Linked DNA regions of Sus scrofa: region 2 is linked to region 1. A link is a contact called in public HiChIP or PLAC-seq data. All regions are on one chromosome and are shown on one strand. Each heading gives the region's core, a stretch centred on a gene start, on an enhancer-like site or on the middle of the called end of the contact. The rest is flanking DNA. Distances are from core to core; before and after follow the strand shown.

The links. HiChIP or PLAC-seq counts read pairs in DNA pulled down with a chosen protein or histone mark.
Region 2: an H3K27ac HiChIP or PLAC-seq map of alveolar macrophages shows a contact between it and region 1. The contact joins the promoter of BRAT1 here to the promoter of LOC110259834 in region 1. A contact is called at or near these places in 1 of 5 promoter capture datasets (liver), 2 of 47 Hi-C or Micro-C datasets (embryonic fibroblasts and heart right ventricle) and 1 of 2 datasets of contacts at active chromatin or transcription factors (alveolar macrophages).

What each region holds. Positions count from the first base shown.
Region 1 is chr3:1,822,604-1,826,340 of Sscrofa11.1, forward strand. LOC110259834 (proline-rich protein 36-like) reads right to left here and starts at 1,733. Exons shown (of 2, transcript XM_021086002.1): 1 at 1,529-1,733; 2 at 1-1,223. It overlaps TTYH3 (protein tweety homolog 3), which reads right to left. Exons shown (of 14, transcript XM_021085989.1): 14 at 3,681-3,737.
Region 2 is chr3:1,904,130-1,907,914 of Sscrofa11.1, forward strand. It overlaps BRAT1 (BRCA1-associated ATM activator 1), which reads left to right and starts at 1,519. Exons shown (of 14, transcript XM_021086009.1): 1 at 1,519-1,751; 2 at 2,561-2,703.

The DNA of each region.
Region 1 (3,737 bases), core at 483-2,982:
CACTCCCACACTGCTCTAGTGACTTGGCGTCCTGACCCTGCCACACTCCTGGCGTCTGCTTCCCCAAGACCCCGCCCCCTCCATGGTCACTCCCCAAACCTTGGCCACCCCGTGGCAGCAGAGGGCCACTCTGCCTGCACCTGCTGTTATCCAGCTCACTCCCTCCGATTTCCTGAGTCCGCTGGGCCCCTGGTCCCCTACCCCTGGAGGGCTTGTCCCCCCCGCTGCCTGAAACCCCAGGGTCTGGTCACCCGCTGCAAGTCACCGTCACCTCCCTTGGCCTCTCTCACCTCCACACCTTCTGTAGTCTCTGACCTGCTGCTTTCAGCCTGCTGCCCACTCACCACCCACACCTGGGCGGCTGGAGGGCCTGCCTCCCCGCCTGGTGAGTCTCACCTGTGCCAGACCAAGCGTCGCGGGGGCCTCTGGGCAGACCCACCATCTCTGCCCCCCACCCCCGCTCTCCCACAGCACCCCACTTCCTCTCTGCTTCAGAGACCTGCCACCCCAGCCCCCGTTTGAATTGTTCTTCTCTGAAGGCGTCCAGGTCACCAAATGGCCGGTCATTTCCTAGTCCTCGTGGAACCCGGCCATCAGCAGCATCCGCTGGGGTCCCTCATCCCACGACACTGTCACAGCTCCCAGGACACCCACTGTCCTGGGCTTCCTCTGGCCTCCCTGGTCACCCCTCCACCTCTTAAATGCCAGATTGGAGGCCCCCAGCCCGGTCCTTGGCCCTGCCATCTCCTCGTCCACACTCACTCGCTGGGAGATGTCACCCAGGCTTGTGGCTTTCAACACAGGTCCAAGCCAGACTCCACCCGACAGTCTCCACCCAGTGCTCTCCCAGAATCCCAGACGCGTTCATCCCGCCACCTCTCCTGTCGGCTGCACCCCACAGGCCTACAAGGCCTTGTGCTCGCCTGGCTACAAGACTGAAGGAAGCCTGGAGTCAGCGACACATACGGCAGTGGTTTAATGGATGGGGGAGCTTACATGTCTGCAGCAACGTCCTGGAGCGACGAACCACCGCGGGCGTGGGCAGGACAGGGCAGTGGCAGTGCTCTGCTCCAGAGAGGAAGGGGAGCCTGCCAGTCATAGGCGGAATTGACTTCAGGTTAGCGCGCTAGTTAGCAGAGAAACCAGCAAGGCACGCCCCTCACAGCCCGCTGATAAAAACAATCAGCAGCTGGGGCCTGCGCAGGTCTGCAGGTAGGTCAGTCCTGAGCGCGGGTACAGGTGAAGCAGGTACAGGTCGGGCAGCGGATGTAGAGAGAGCAAGAGAACAGCCATCTTGAGTGGCCTGACCATACATCTCCAAACCTTCCCTGGGTTATTTCACGAACACCTCGGGCTCCACATCTCCAACACTGGACCTTCCCCAATCCTGTGTCTTTGTGACAATACCTCCCCGTCAACTGCTCAACCCAAAGCCCCTGCCTACACGCAGTCTGCCAGGAAGTCCTGCTGGTGTCACTTTCCCAAGCCCAGTCCCTTTTCACTGGCCTGGGCCACCCTCGGCTCTCACCTGCATCACTTCTGCCCTTGCTCCTGTCTTGACTCAGCAGGCAGGGCCATCCTTTAAAGTGAGTGTTAGGTCACTTCAGTCTGCTCAGACCCTCCGTGGCCTAACCCTGAGTCAAGGTCAAAGTCCTTACAAGGCCTACAAGCCCTTGGCAGTCCCCACCCGCTGCTTCATTTCTTTTTCTTTTTTTTTTTTTGTCTTTTTGCTATTTCTTGGGCCGCTCCCGCGGCATATGGAGGTTCCCAGGCTAGGGGTCCAATCGGAGCTGTAGCCACCAGCCTACGCCAGAGCCACAGCAACGCAGGATCCGAGCCGCGTCTGCAACCTACACCACAGCTCATGGTAACGCTGGATTGTTAACCCACTGAGCAAGGGCAGGGATCGAACCCGCAACCTCATGGTTCCTAGTCGGATTCGTTAACCACTGCGCCACGACGGGAACTCCCGCTGCTTCATTTCTAACCACTCTCCCCTTGATGCTTCCGCTCCGGTCACCTTCACCTCCCTGCTTGGACATGCTGGGCGTGTAGCTGCCTCAGGGCCTTTGCTCACTCTGCCTGGAATGCTTTTCTCAGATAGTCTCCAGATCTTCCCACAGTACGCAGAATAATGGCCCCCAAAGATGTCCAAGGGCTAATCCCTGGGATCTATGACTTTGTCGCCTTAGGGGGCAAAAGGATTTTGCAGGTCTGAGAAAATTAAGGCTCTCAAGATGGGAAGAACATCCTGGATGATCTAGGTAGGCCCGATGCTCAGAGAGGTCCTTTAAAGAGGGAGGCAGGGAGTTCCCGTCGTGGCGCAGTGGTTAACGAATCCGACTGGGAACCATGAGGTTTCGGGTTCCATCCCTGCCCTTGCTCAGTGGGTTAAGGATCTAGCGTTGCTGTGAGCTGTGGTGAAGGTTGCAGACACAGCTCGGATCCCCCCATTGCTGTGGCTCTGGCGTAGGCCAGTGGCTACAGCTCCGATTCGACCCCTAGCCTGGGAACCTCCATATGCCGTGGGAGTGGCCCAAGAAATGGCAAAAAAGACCGGAAAAAACAAAACAAAACAAAACAAAAAAACCAGTTAAAAAAAAGAGGGAGGCAGGAGGGCCAGGGTCAGAACAAAAATGACCTAAAGGTGCTGCGTTGCTGGCCAGGAGGATGCAGGAAGGGGCCGTTAGCCAAGGAGTGTGGCAGCCTCGAGAGGCAGGACGCCACTGTGCCTGCCCTGATATGCAGGCAGGAAGCTGGGGCCTCAGAGGGCCAGGGTCTTTGCCTCTTGGCCCCTGGCTCTCATTCCAAGCCTGGGGCTCGCTCGCCTTTTTTGGCTCCTAGGCCCAAAGGTCCCCAGTTCACTCTCTTCCCCCCATGGCACCACGGCAGCACAGAGCCCCAAACGTCTCCACCCCTGGGTGCTCAGCGTCTCCCCTTCAGAGCTTACGTATCCTGGGCCCCCTTCCTCAGAAGCCAGTCAAATCTGAACCACTGGGCCAGGCTGCTGGCGTGTGCCCAGTGCCCCTGCAATGCCACGGGAGCCTGGTTGTCCTCAGCGGGGACTCACAGCCCCCTCCCCACCTGTGCACCCCGCATGGGAGAACATGCCTCCTCCAACTCGCCGCCTTCAGGTCTCCCTGGGTGGTGAGTGGTAGGCCTCCCCCTCCCTAGGGTGATGTGCTGGGTTCCGTGGCCTCGGACAACACAGCCCCTTCCCGACGGGAACACCTGGGAGCGCCGGCCTGGGCTCCAGCGCAGATCCCTATACGGGCTCCGGGGAGGCCCGTCGCGGGGGTGGGGGTGGAGGTACCCCTGCAAGGACGAGGAGGTACCGCAGTGGGGGCTCGGGGATGCCCATTCTCCCATTTGGCCTCTCTGCCCCCTCTCCTGGGCCAGGTCTGTCACCTCTCCTGGTGGCTGGAGAAAGGAACCCTCCGCACCGCAAGCCGCATCTCGTTAGGTCTCTTCGGCGCAAGCGCAGGCTGCACACCGGGCTTTTACGACGCCGCGGAGACCGTCGCTCCGCGCGCCTGCCGCCCGCCCCGCCCTCCCGCGAGACCCCGCCCACCGGGGCCGACCCCGCCCACCGGGGCCGACCCGGCCCTAGTGGCTCCCGGCACGTGGCCGCCCTGCCCACAGACTTGGGTGGGAGCCAAAACAATTCAGTGAAAAAGGCCTGTTCTTTAAAATTTGTTTATTTTAAAACATGAGACCCAGGCTGAATAGAAACCACA
Region 2 (3,785 bases), core at 269-2,768, 81 kb after region 1:
AGCCGGGGAACCTCCATATGCCACGGGTGTGGCCCTAAAAAGGCAAAAAAAAAAAAAAAAAAGAGTCTATGATCTTCTTTTCCTCAGTTTACTCATCTCCACAACAAAGGGGGTGAGCCACACAGTGGTCCAAGTCTATTTTCCGGGACGCAGGGTAAATTGAGTGGGTTAATGGTCAGGAGCTCAGGTTTAGTAGACTCACTGTCATCTCTGTGTCTGTGAAGTGAAGACAGTTTCAGGGCTTTCGTTGGCACTGAAGGAGATTAGAGATAAAATTCAGGACAGTGCCTGGTACATGGTAATGTTGGGGAAATGGCTTGGATCGTTGGTGCCAGAAAATGGGACACATGAACACGGGGCGATCTCGACAAGGCAGAAGGCCGCTGGGACTCAAAAAGCACAGGCTTAGAAGAAAAGCCCTCCCTATTTATCCCTAGGCAGGTGGTGGACCTGTCCTCTTCCCATTGGTCAGGTCAGGGCACACATTCTTCTCTGTTGGCTCATTTGAAACAAATTGTTACTGGGAGAAGAGGGAAAGAGGAGGGGTGTCCCAGGAGGGCATTTCAGCCAAAAACAGAGCAAAATGGAGTCACCAAGGTTTCCTTTGATAGAAAAGACATTATGTTACTTTCCACAGTAACACCTCAAAAACCAGATACTACCAGATAACACTTTGCTGCTGGTGCAATTATTTTTATTTCTTCCGAAATTATCCACTTCACTTATTGGTGCTCCTTTGCTCTGTGAAGCCCTGTTAGCAGGCCTCTCACTTTCTTAATAACGTCCATCTGCTTCCTCCGGTACTGTCCGTGGGGCAGGTGAGTGCTTTTAGGACTTCAGCTACCCACGCACCAGTGCCTCTTGCTCCTCTCCCACTCCTGGGTTTCTGCAAACCCCCAGCCCTTCCTGCATCTATTAATTCACTTACTTTCTCTGATTTAATTACAGACGCAAATTCTCATGATTCCACTTATAACTTTTTGATTTTACACTGGTGAGAAAACAGCAATACATTCGGTGGAAACCGGACTTCGAATTTTGAATTCTGATCTTTTCCCAGCTGGGGGTATGCGCTAGGATACATTCCTGGTGCTGGACAGAGGCGGGGAACTGCAGCTCCCCCTCAGTCATGCAATCATCAGGGTAAACAACCGGACACTTACAACCATTCCGTACCAACAACCACTCTGCTTTTCACTTTCAATACAGTATTCCACCAATTACATGACATAGTCAATGCTTTATCATAAAATAGGCTTCGAGTTAGATGATTTTGTCCAACTGCAGAGCGAGTGTAGGGTAAACTAGGCTAAGCTATGTACAGGGGGCAAGGTGCATTCAATGCACCTTGGCCTCTGAATGAAACCCCATGGACCAGTACAGAGAAATCACCAGCCTACCGCCAGGTGAGGCATTGCTTTCCTTGCCAGCCCAAACACGTGGGCCCTCGGCTGCCGAGGCCACGCCCCTTCCGCCGGAAGCTCCGCCTTCCAGGCGCAAAGCCTGCTGGACGCCCGAGCGCGTCCAATGAGCGTCCAGGAGGGCGTGATGGGCAAGCGCGGCGAGTTTGGCGGCGTCCGGTTCCCCGCAGCCTGAGCTCGTTCCCCGAGCCTGGGCGCTCTGGGCTTTCAGCGTGGCCTCCGCGGCGCTTCCCCGGATCCCTACGCCCGCCGTCCCCGTCCTCGTCCCCCCCAGGCCGGCCGGTGGCGCGGTCCGGGGCGGGGCCTGCGGCGGCTGAGGGGCGCGAGCAGGTGAGATGCGCGCCGGGACGAGGATTGCGGTCGCTGTAGTGGGCTTGGCTGGGAACCGGTTCGGGGCCCGGGCGAGGGCAGGGAGCTCCGTAGGGCCCGCGTGCGCCGCCTGGCCTGGGGTCTGTGACCACCGCCGCCGCCGGCCTGGCGCCCTCAGCGGCGTTCCCAGGGAGGGCGCCTTCCGCAAGGACTTAGCCTGGGCAGGGGTGGACAGACGGACACCCAGCCCAGGCAGGCCTGCTCCGGACCCTGGCAGAGTCCCACCCTCCCGCAGGAGCCCCCCTGCCCACAGCCCGCCGGGCTCCCCAGTCCTCTCCCGGGCCGCGCACGCAGGTGCACTTGCCGCGCCCAGCTAGGAACGGACAGTGGGCAGAGTGCCTTCCCCACCGCACACGCCGCTGGCTGCAGGGTTTTCACACTGACCCTGAGAGGGACAGACAGACACTTCCATCTGGCCTGCCCCCTACAAGTGGCTGGCCCCAGAGTGTGCCCACGTCCCTCACTGGCTCACCTGCAGCCTAGGTCAGCCTCACCCTCTTCTCCCACCGAAATCTAAGGTTGGCCGATTTTCGTCTCCTGCGGCCTCATGGTTTACTCCAGACTCCCTTCCATCTCTGCCTCCACAATTGAGGGCTCTGCTTGCTCGTGACAATCTCCCATCCTACCCAAGCTGAGGCTTTTCATCCATCCCGGCAGCTTAGAGTTTCCACCTGAGGATTGCGGTCCCCTGGCCTGAGATGAAAGGGGAGGCCTGGGGGCTTCCCGTGACCAGGGCAGGTGGGACCTGGCCCTGACATTTCCTTTTGCAGGAACTGCAGCTTCATCATGGACCCGGAGTGCTCCCGGCTCCTCCCGGCTCTCTGCGCCGTCCTGGCAGACCCCCGGCAGCCTGTGGCAGATGATACTTGCTTGGAGAAGCTGCTGGACTGGTTTAAAACAATAACTGAAGCAGGTGAGGGTGAGGCTGCCACTGTTGACTTTCCCTAGAGGCTAGAGGGGGTAGGGCTGCCCTCTTCTGTCTCTCTGGTGGCATTCTGTCACATCTTGAAGATTCCTCCTGGATTTGGGGAACGGCAAGCTGAGCTTGAGGGGGTGATGGGGACAGCTTGAGCTGCAGGCCTCCCGTTGTTCAGGCCGTGCTCCGTGGCTGCTGAGGACACAGACCAGCTTATTCTGTTGTTAGCATTGCGTTTTTCTGTTCTAAAAATCGGTTTTTCTTTCTAATTATGCAATACATATTTTTAAAATACAACTTGAGCAGCACAGAGGAATAAAGAGAAAAATGAAACCACTCTGAACCCTTTTATTTCCATCCAGGCTTTTTCTTGACACGTCATAAAGAGGTAGTTTTCTATAAAAACGAGATCATACCATATACATACAGACTTTCTCTCCTTCTGTCCTAGTGCGTGTTTTCCCACGGACGCACTGGTGTTATTGACTGTTATTTGCTCTATGAATAGACCTTAATATTATAATTAGTTCACCATCGTTTGATGTTTGTGTTTCTGATGTGTCATCATTATAAATAACGGGAGTTCTCTTGTGGTGCAGTGGGTTAAGGATCTGGCATTGTCACTGCAGCAGCTTGGGTCACTGCTCTGGTGTGGGTTTGACCCCCAAGGAACCTCCATACTGTTCTCCATAGTGGCTGCACCAGTTTACATTCCCACCATCAGGATAGAGGGTTCCTTTTTCTCCACACCCTCTCCCGCATTTGTTATTTGTAGACTTCTTAATGATTAAAAAGTATTTCTGAATAGCTTTATTTGTGATATAATTTCCATACCATGGAATTGACCCATTTATTATCTTTTTTTTTTTTTTTTTTTCTTTTGACACTACACCTGTGGCATATTGAAGCTTCTGGGCTAGGGGTTGAATCAGAGCTGCAGCTGTGACCCATGCAGTTTGTGCCAACACCAGATCCTTGAGGCACTGAGTGAGGTCAGGGATTGAACCTGTATCCTCATGGACACTTGTCAGGTTCTAGCTGAGCCACAATGGGAACTCCAGAATTGACCCATTTGAAGT